Regions from separate parts of the Arachis hypogaea genome. Here region 1 is linked to region 2. Evidence: chromatin contacts called from public Hi-C data. All regions are on one chromosome and are shown on one strand. The core of a region is the stretch at or near the end of the contact, and the rest is flanking DNA. Distances in the headings are between cores, read along the strand shown. Region 1 holds the start of LOC112720689 (probable methyltransferase PMT14). Region 2 holds the start of LOC112720686 (alpha-mannosidase).

The links. A called contact is a pair of places that touch in the nucleus more often than the background predicts.
Region 1: a contact with region 2 is called in a Hi-C map of an unstated tissue, with 4 times the contacts expected there. The contact joins the promoter of LOC112720689 here to the promoter of LOC112720686 in region 2. A contact is called at or near these places in 2 of 8 Hi-C or Micro-C datasets (leaf and an unstated tissue).

The regions. Positions count from the first base shown.
Region 1 is chr11:36,528,780-36,532,287 of arahy.Tifrunner.gnm2.J5K5, forward strand. It overlaps LOC112720689 (probable methyltransferase PMT14), which reads right to left and starts at 1,460. Exons shown (of 7, transcript XM_025771729.2): 1 at 883-1,460; 2 at 1-62. The coding sequence starts at 34.
Region 2 is chr11:36,204,148-36,207,687 of arahy.Tifrunner.gnm2.J5K5, forward strand. It overlaps LOC112720686 (alpha-mannosidase), which reads left to right and starts at 1,849. Exons shown (of 4, transcript XM_072205961.1): 1 at 1,849-1,926; 2 at 2,081-2,128; 3 at 2,235-2,354; 4 at 2,450-3,120. The coding sequence starts at 1,849. The coding sequence ends at 2,566. It overlaps LOC140173177 (a long non-coding RNA gene), which reads left to right. Exons shown (of 4, transcript XR_011867486.1): 3 at 561-835; 4 at 1,097-1,408.

The DNA of each region.
Region 1 (3,508 bases), core at 210-2,709, 320 kb after region 2:
CTCGTTGGCCAGGTGCATTATTCTTATTCGCCATTATTTGGCAGCCAGTATTCTCTCAAAACCTATACCAATTCACACGGAAATCAATAAGTGGCAAGTTACAGTAGACCATCAGAAATCAAGCAAACTTCCAAAATTAGACTAACACATATCTAAGCATAAAGCATTTAAATCTTAATTTTTATTTATTAAAAGAAAAAGGAGAGTACCGAAGTACATTCCTGCTGAAATTGAAACTGACAGCATTATGGAGCTCCTGAACCAATAACTACTCTACTAACTGTATTTTCTGTCTCCACCTATTTGGGACAGTTTGACTAGTTTAAACTTGATTTAGAAAATATATAAAATAGCAGTGTGGGTGTGGCATGGTAATACCTCATATTCCCCAATATAATGCAAAAGAAAGGGAAATAAGCTTAAATACCTTTCAGTTACATCAACCCTTTAAGCTGTTTCACCTTCATACAGAACACAAGTGGATCTAATGGTAATTGCTTTTCATTTTTCTAACACTATGATTTTTCGAATTACATTCCAACAAACACCCTAATCTATCTAATCTTTTTTTTTTCCTGGATCAACTAAAGATCTGCAATTAAACCCACTTAAAAAGTATCGAAAGAAACTTAGCTTTACATTTTAAAAACAAAAAATAATGGAAGTTGAGAGTGGAAAAGTGAAGTGGAACTGCGAAGAATACAAGAAGGTAGGCAAATAAATCGGGATCCTTCAGCAGTAACGTAATTGGAATACCAATTAGAAACAGAGAGAAACAATGTTAGCAATTAAGCTTTCATGCAGACAAATAAATAAAGAGAGCGTTCAAAGAAAATGCATGTGTGATCCCAAAACGAAGAGACAAAGGTTCAAGTTGCTAACCTTTCTTTCCCCTTCACCTTAATAGATAGATCTCTCCACTGATCTAAAAGAGAGAGAGAGAGAGAGAGAGAGAGAGGTGAGTGTGGAGCAGCAAGGTGTGTATTTGAGAGCGTAGGAAAGATTGGAGAGCGACAAGGTGAAAAAGGGGAACAGAAGAGGACCTTTGACAGTTGGACTTGATCATTTCATTTAAGACTACACATTCCATCCCTCTTTCGTTAAAATTTCATTATTGTATCCGCCGACAGGGGTCCTAGGTAACTTTTTTTTTCCAACTTCCTTTTTTATTATTATTCTTTTTAAATAATCCCGGAATACATTCTTTCTTTCTTTTTTTTTAAGTTAATCGTTATTCATTTCATTAAATGAATACACTACGTGCATGTTTGGGCGCCATTATTTTGTTAAAAAAAAGATCTTTTTTCAATGAAAAAAGATATTCTTTTATTTTTTAATGTGTTTGGCAAATTTCTAGTAGTAAAAGTAAAAGCACTAGTAAAATCAAAAAAAAGATTTTTTTTGAGAAGCTGTAATTTATATCTTTTTTAAAAAGATATTTATTTCTTAAAAAAAGATATTTTTCATGTAATAAATAAACAAAAAAGTACTTTTATATTGTTATACCCAAACATAATTGATTGATAAAAAGACCTTTTTACATGAGATATCCAAACATAAAATTACTTTTACTTCTCTATAAGATCTTTTAAAAAAAGATAACTCGAAAAAAGATCTTTTCTTAAAAACTCACCCAAACAAGCCCTACTTCCAAATGAATACACTAAACAATCCGAACATTTAGCACTGTATGTGGGATCTTAAACAAGTTGGGAAGCATGGCCGATCACAAAGTCAAAATGAATTAAAAAATTTAACTAATAACCCCAATAAAATAGAAATAAGCCGGGGAAGACGAACATGAAACCGATGTCACTCCTGGCCCAAATGAAGAAGGACATCGAGATTATAGCCCCTGGTTTAGGACGGGGTGATAGGAGGAACATGGAGGGATGATATCACTAAATTAGGAAAAGACTATGTTCATGCAATGCATAAAATACGCTACCGTGTTCAAGAATTGGAATGGTAGCTTGTTGAACAATCTCACTAGTCTAGGTCTAGAAATTGCACTACCTAAGATTGACATCATAGTTAGGAATGGTGAACACCAAACCATGGACGTGGACACTATCAGGAACATGATCATCCATATTCACAATCACCATAATAGAAGGGCTTCTCCTCAACGGGAGGATAAAATTCGAGAGACCGCACAACGGTCCAGAACTGAGTTAAGTTCTACTTAAGATACGAACTCCAGTTAGAAGTGAAAGTTTGAAATGGCACAGGGAACGCCATGAACATGTCATCATAGGGCAATTCCATTCTTTTCTCATGTCCTTCATGTGTGGCTACCGAAAAATTTCGAAAATCCAACTGATATGAAGTACGAAGAGATCTCAGATCCTCAAGAATGAATATATATATATGCCTTTGAGGCGATGATGAATTTGGAAGGAGTGGCAATGCCATACGATGTAAGGGGTTCTTGGTGACCTTATCTAGCTTGGCCATGGCATAGTTTAACTCATTGCCTTCAGGGTTCATTTCCTATTTCTCTGACATTAAGTCAAAATTTCTTGTTCATTTCACTACTAAGAGAACTCAGGCGAAACATTTGATCTTCTTGCTTGGGATAGAACAGAGAGTTGGAAAAAGCCTAAGAGACTACTTTGAACACTTTAATAAGGCTCTGTTAGAGATGAACGCACAAAATCCTAAGGTTGTGTGTTTGTCCTTCATCGCTGGTTTGTTAGAAGGGGATATCAGGTGACACTTGACATCTAAAGACGTGAAGTTTATGGTGAAAATCCATCAAATTGCTCTTAAGTATATGCAGGATGAAGATGTGACTAAAGTGGTGTCCACAAAAAGGAAGAACCCGATGCCATTGTCAAGCAAGACAGGTAGCTCAAGATAAGCTTCAACTCCCAAGTCTACCACACCACGAGTGGAGAAATATTATACATATACCCCTTTATTCTACCACATCACGAGGGGGAAAATTTTATACATATACCCATTTAGTCACTTCTTTGATAGAATTGTACTACTAGCAAGTGTCTTAAAGAGGGATCCGCCCTAAAGCACGATAAATCCGACCTAGAGCTTCCTTAAACAAGTCATATATCTGCAACTATGACAAGTCCTACAGTCATCGCACTAAGGATTGTATTGATTTAAGATATACTCTAGAACAAGCAGTTCGCAATGGAAAAAGCTCCCAGAATTTGTGCAGTATGTAAGGCTATCAAGATGGCATAATGAAGATGATGACCAAGAAACTCGGAAACTTAGGAATACTCGATCTCCAGAGCCTCAGGATGATACGGACCGGGTCATAATAAACATTATAGTTGGAAAAAAAAATCTTGCGAGGTCAAGGAATGTGGTAAAAAAAGAAAATAAATATGATCAACTTGGAAGTGCTTCAAGCAGAGAATTTTCTCAGAATTCGATTCACTGCAAAAGATTTCCAATATGGGACATCGAAAGACGATGAGCCTCTGGCAATCACATCCAAACTAAGAAATGTGATTGTCATGAGGATTTTGATAGACACAGA
Region 2 (3,540 bases), core at 599-3,098:
CTGGGAGTGTTGCTTCCGTGTGTATGCTGATTTGTTATTGTTTTTGTTCGATGATATTTTGGTTTGTAATGTGAGTCTTTAGTAATGTTGGAACTTATATAGTTATATAATTTTGAGATTTGCTTCATGTTTTTATGAAATATGATCCAGAATCATGTATGTCTATTTGAAACTATGAATACAAGCCTTTCTAAAAGTAAGTGATTCTGACTCCAAGTTCTGTTACATTGAACATTAATCAAAATAAGCCCCTAAACAATAATGATATATTTGAGTGATTTCATTTTAAAGTGTCAGAGTATAATTATAGTTATACTTTATTTTAAAGTGATTTAATGCAGTCATCTAATTTGGAGCTACTTCAAAGTTATCAAGAGTAGTAGTACATATAAGACGTTTTTATTTTCCTTCTATTTTTCAATGCTACTTCATTAATCATAATAGTATTTTCCAATCCTACTTGATTTATTCTTTCTAAAGTTTCATTCTTTTAGCATAGTTACAATAAGTTATTGTTTGATTATTATGATAAATAACTCGTTTTACATTTCACTGTGCAGTTCTTGAGTTATCCTATACTTTGTGATATTCTCATTGAGGAAGACCAGAATGTTTGGCAAATGGCGTGAACCTTATTTAACATTTTAAATGGAAATCCAGTTCCTCAAAAATGATCTTATTTTGATCATGGTGAATATTATCATCTTTGCAAACTAATTGCTCTTAGTAGTTGACCCTTGACATTCATTTCAGTTGGATTTGAAGGATGCTGAGAAGCTTGTTGACCTGCAAAGTAAAAAATCCATACATTTTAAAGGCCAATTCACTTTTTCTGGTAAGAGTTTCATGAATTGGTTGATCTCCCTTATAGAATCAATTGCCTTTAAGTTCTAAGAATTATTGGAGCCTTGTTAAAAGCAAAGCCAACAACAAGACAAAATGGATCATTCTTCATATTATAATTCTTATTTTGTTTTCCCTTTTATAATAGATTTTTGTTTGCCTGATCTATTCTCTATTCTTTCTAAGCTGTATTGTCTTCACTTTTTGTCTATTTTGTGGGTTATGGCTAATTTTGTTCGCTTAATTTCCTTAGGTTATGGGAAGAATAACTGAAGATGGGAACAGAAACAACTTATGTACACTTATATTAGATAGTTCTGATTCATAAGCTTTTATTCAATTCTCTAATTATTTATGGCATAGGATCTATTAATATTCAATAATTAGTTTCATGGTTTGATTAATCATTCAATAATCAAATCTGGTTTTTGTGAATCTACTTCAAGTTTTAGTTTAAATTTCACACTTAATTTAATTCTCGTATAGATGTAATTGAAATTGTAATTATATTTTGCTCTTTGCTTAAGAATTAGAAGCTGCTGAAATCTAATGGCATGATTATTAAGAAGTGAATAAAGTTATAAGTGAAAGCTTTCAGTTTTTTTCCCTTTAGTCCAAAATTTCATATGTGAAATTTGTTCTTGTAGCACTGCCATTACTTCTAGCTTTTAGTTTTTAGATTCATTTATATATATATATATATATATATATATATATATATATATATATATATATATATTAAAGTTTTGTTTCTGATTCAATTTTTCATCTACGTAGCCAATTCATGAAGACAAAAAAAGAGTGACAATTCTTATGGATTTAGGCAGCAAAAATATTAGAAGGTAAGAGAGAAACTTCTGCTCAATCTTACTACTAATATATGTGCCTTCTTTAGTTGTAACATAACAAAAGAACTGCAATTACATTATTTCACAATACACATAATATTATATTTTCAATTCCTTTGAAGCTTTTATATTTAAATTTGTTTTCTATTTGATATACATGCAGGTTCCCTACAATGTAATCCGCGGGCCACTAGCTGATGAGATTCATCAAGAGTTTAGCTCTTGGATTTACCAGGTCAGTGTCCTTTAAAATAATTGTGTTTATTGTCTTTTTTCTTTTTCAATATATAATGGTATATCCTATTATTTTCAAAATACTTAAATGGGTTTGCTTTGTTCATAAGCATGTCCTTTACATCCTATTTATTTGTTTCATTTATTTTTTGAAGGTTATTAGGCTTTACAAAAACAAAGACCATGCTGGTGTTGAATACACTGTGAGTTGCTTTCTTTGTAATAGTGAGAAGCCACTTTTTTCATCAGCTAAAATAGAATATTATGCTGTTAATTGTCTAAGGTTATGAAACAAATAGTTTTATGAAGGTTGGTCCAATTCTAACTGATAATGGAGTTGAAAAAGAGGCGATCACTCAAAAAACAGCAAATATGACTACAAACAAGGATTTTTATACTGATTCTAATGGAAGAGATTTTTTAAAAAGGGTAACTCTGATGCCAATTTTTGTTCGTTTGTAATAAAAATCCTCCAGTTAAAAATGTTCAACATTGAGTTTTTTTACTCAAACTTTTTTACACAGGTTTATGATCACAAGAAAGATTGGCCCTTTCAAGTTACTCAACCTGTGGCAGGAAACTATTATCCAATAAAATTTCTTCACTCTCTTAGGCTTTTAATAGTTTTTGAGCTTCTATGATATTATGGTTAAGTTTGTTAACAATGTTAAACTTTTTTTATAGCTTAATCTTGGAATTTATATTAAAGATTAGAAATCTGAACTCTCTGTCTTAGTTGATCATGCCACTGGTGGAGCGAGCATTATAGATGGAGAGATGGAACTAATGTTTCACAGTATATATAAACATGCTATTTCTTTCAAGTTCAAGATTGTTTTACTGTGAACAGTTACAAACTGCTAATGGTCAATGCTTAATGCTCCAGGTGTATTCTCTAAGATGATGGTAGAGGAGCAGGAGAAGCTCTTGACGAATTAGATTGTGCACAAAATTATGGATGTAAAGATGGAGTAGTGTTGAGAAATAATAGATGTATGGTTGACTAATGACTTAGAAGATATTTATGTAGGATATAATATTTTAGTTTTTTATAGAGTATTAGAGTAAATTCTAAGAGGTCTCATTCTTATTTTGATTTGGCTATGCTTAATTTAATGTGAGATGTATGAATATTCAAAATTAAATTCATTCCAGAACTTTTGGTTCATTATAAATATATTTTGTTTACAGATAATTTTTATTATTTAAAAAAATTATTTAGTATAATTATATTTTTATTTTTATTTTATAATATTTAATTCATTTAATTAAAAATGCAGAATTATATATGTAATCATATTACTACATATTATGTTGTGCAATATATATACAAAAAATAAACAATAAGGGATCTAAGGCTACACTTATATAGAGTAGCTATGGTATACAATGTGGCTACGCTTTATAGGTGATGCAGTAGCAAGGATAAGTGTAGCCTATTATGGTAAACTTGGAAGCTGAAAAGCGTAGCCTTTGGTCCTGAACAGCATCACGTAAAAAGCACACTCTATTTCCAAATGCCAAAAGCATAGCCTTTGGTACAGAAAAGCGTAGCCTTTGAGAATAGGCAACACTGGTATAGGCATCCCTCAGAAAAGCGTCTCCGAAGCCTAAA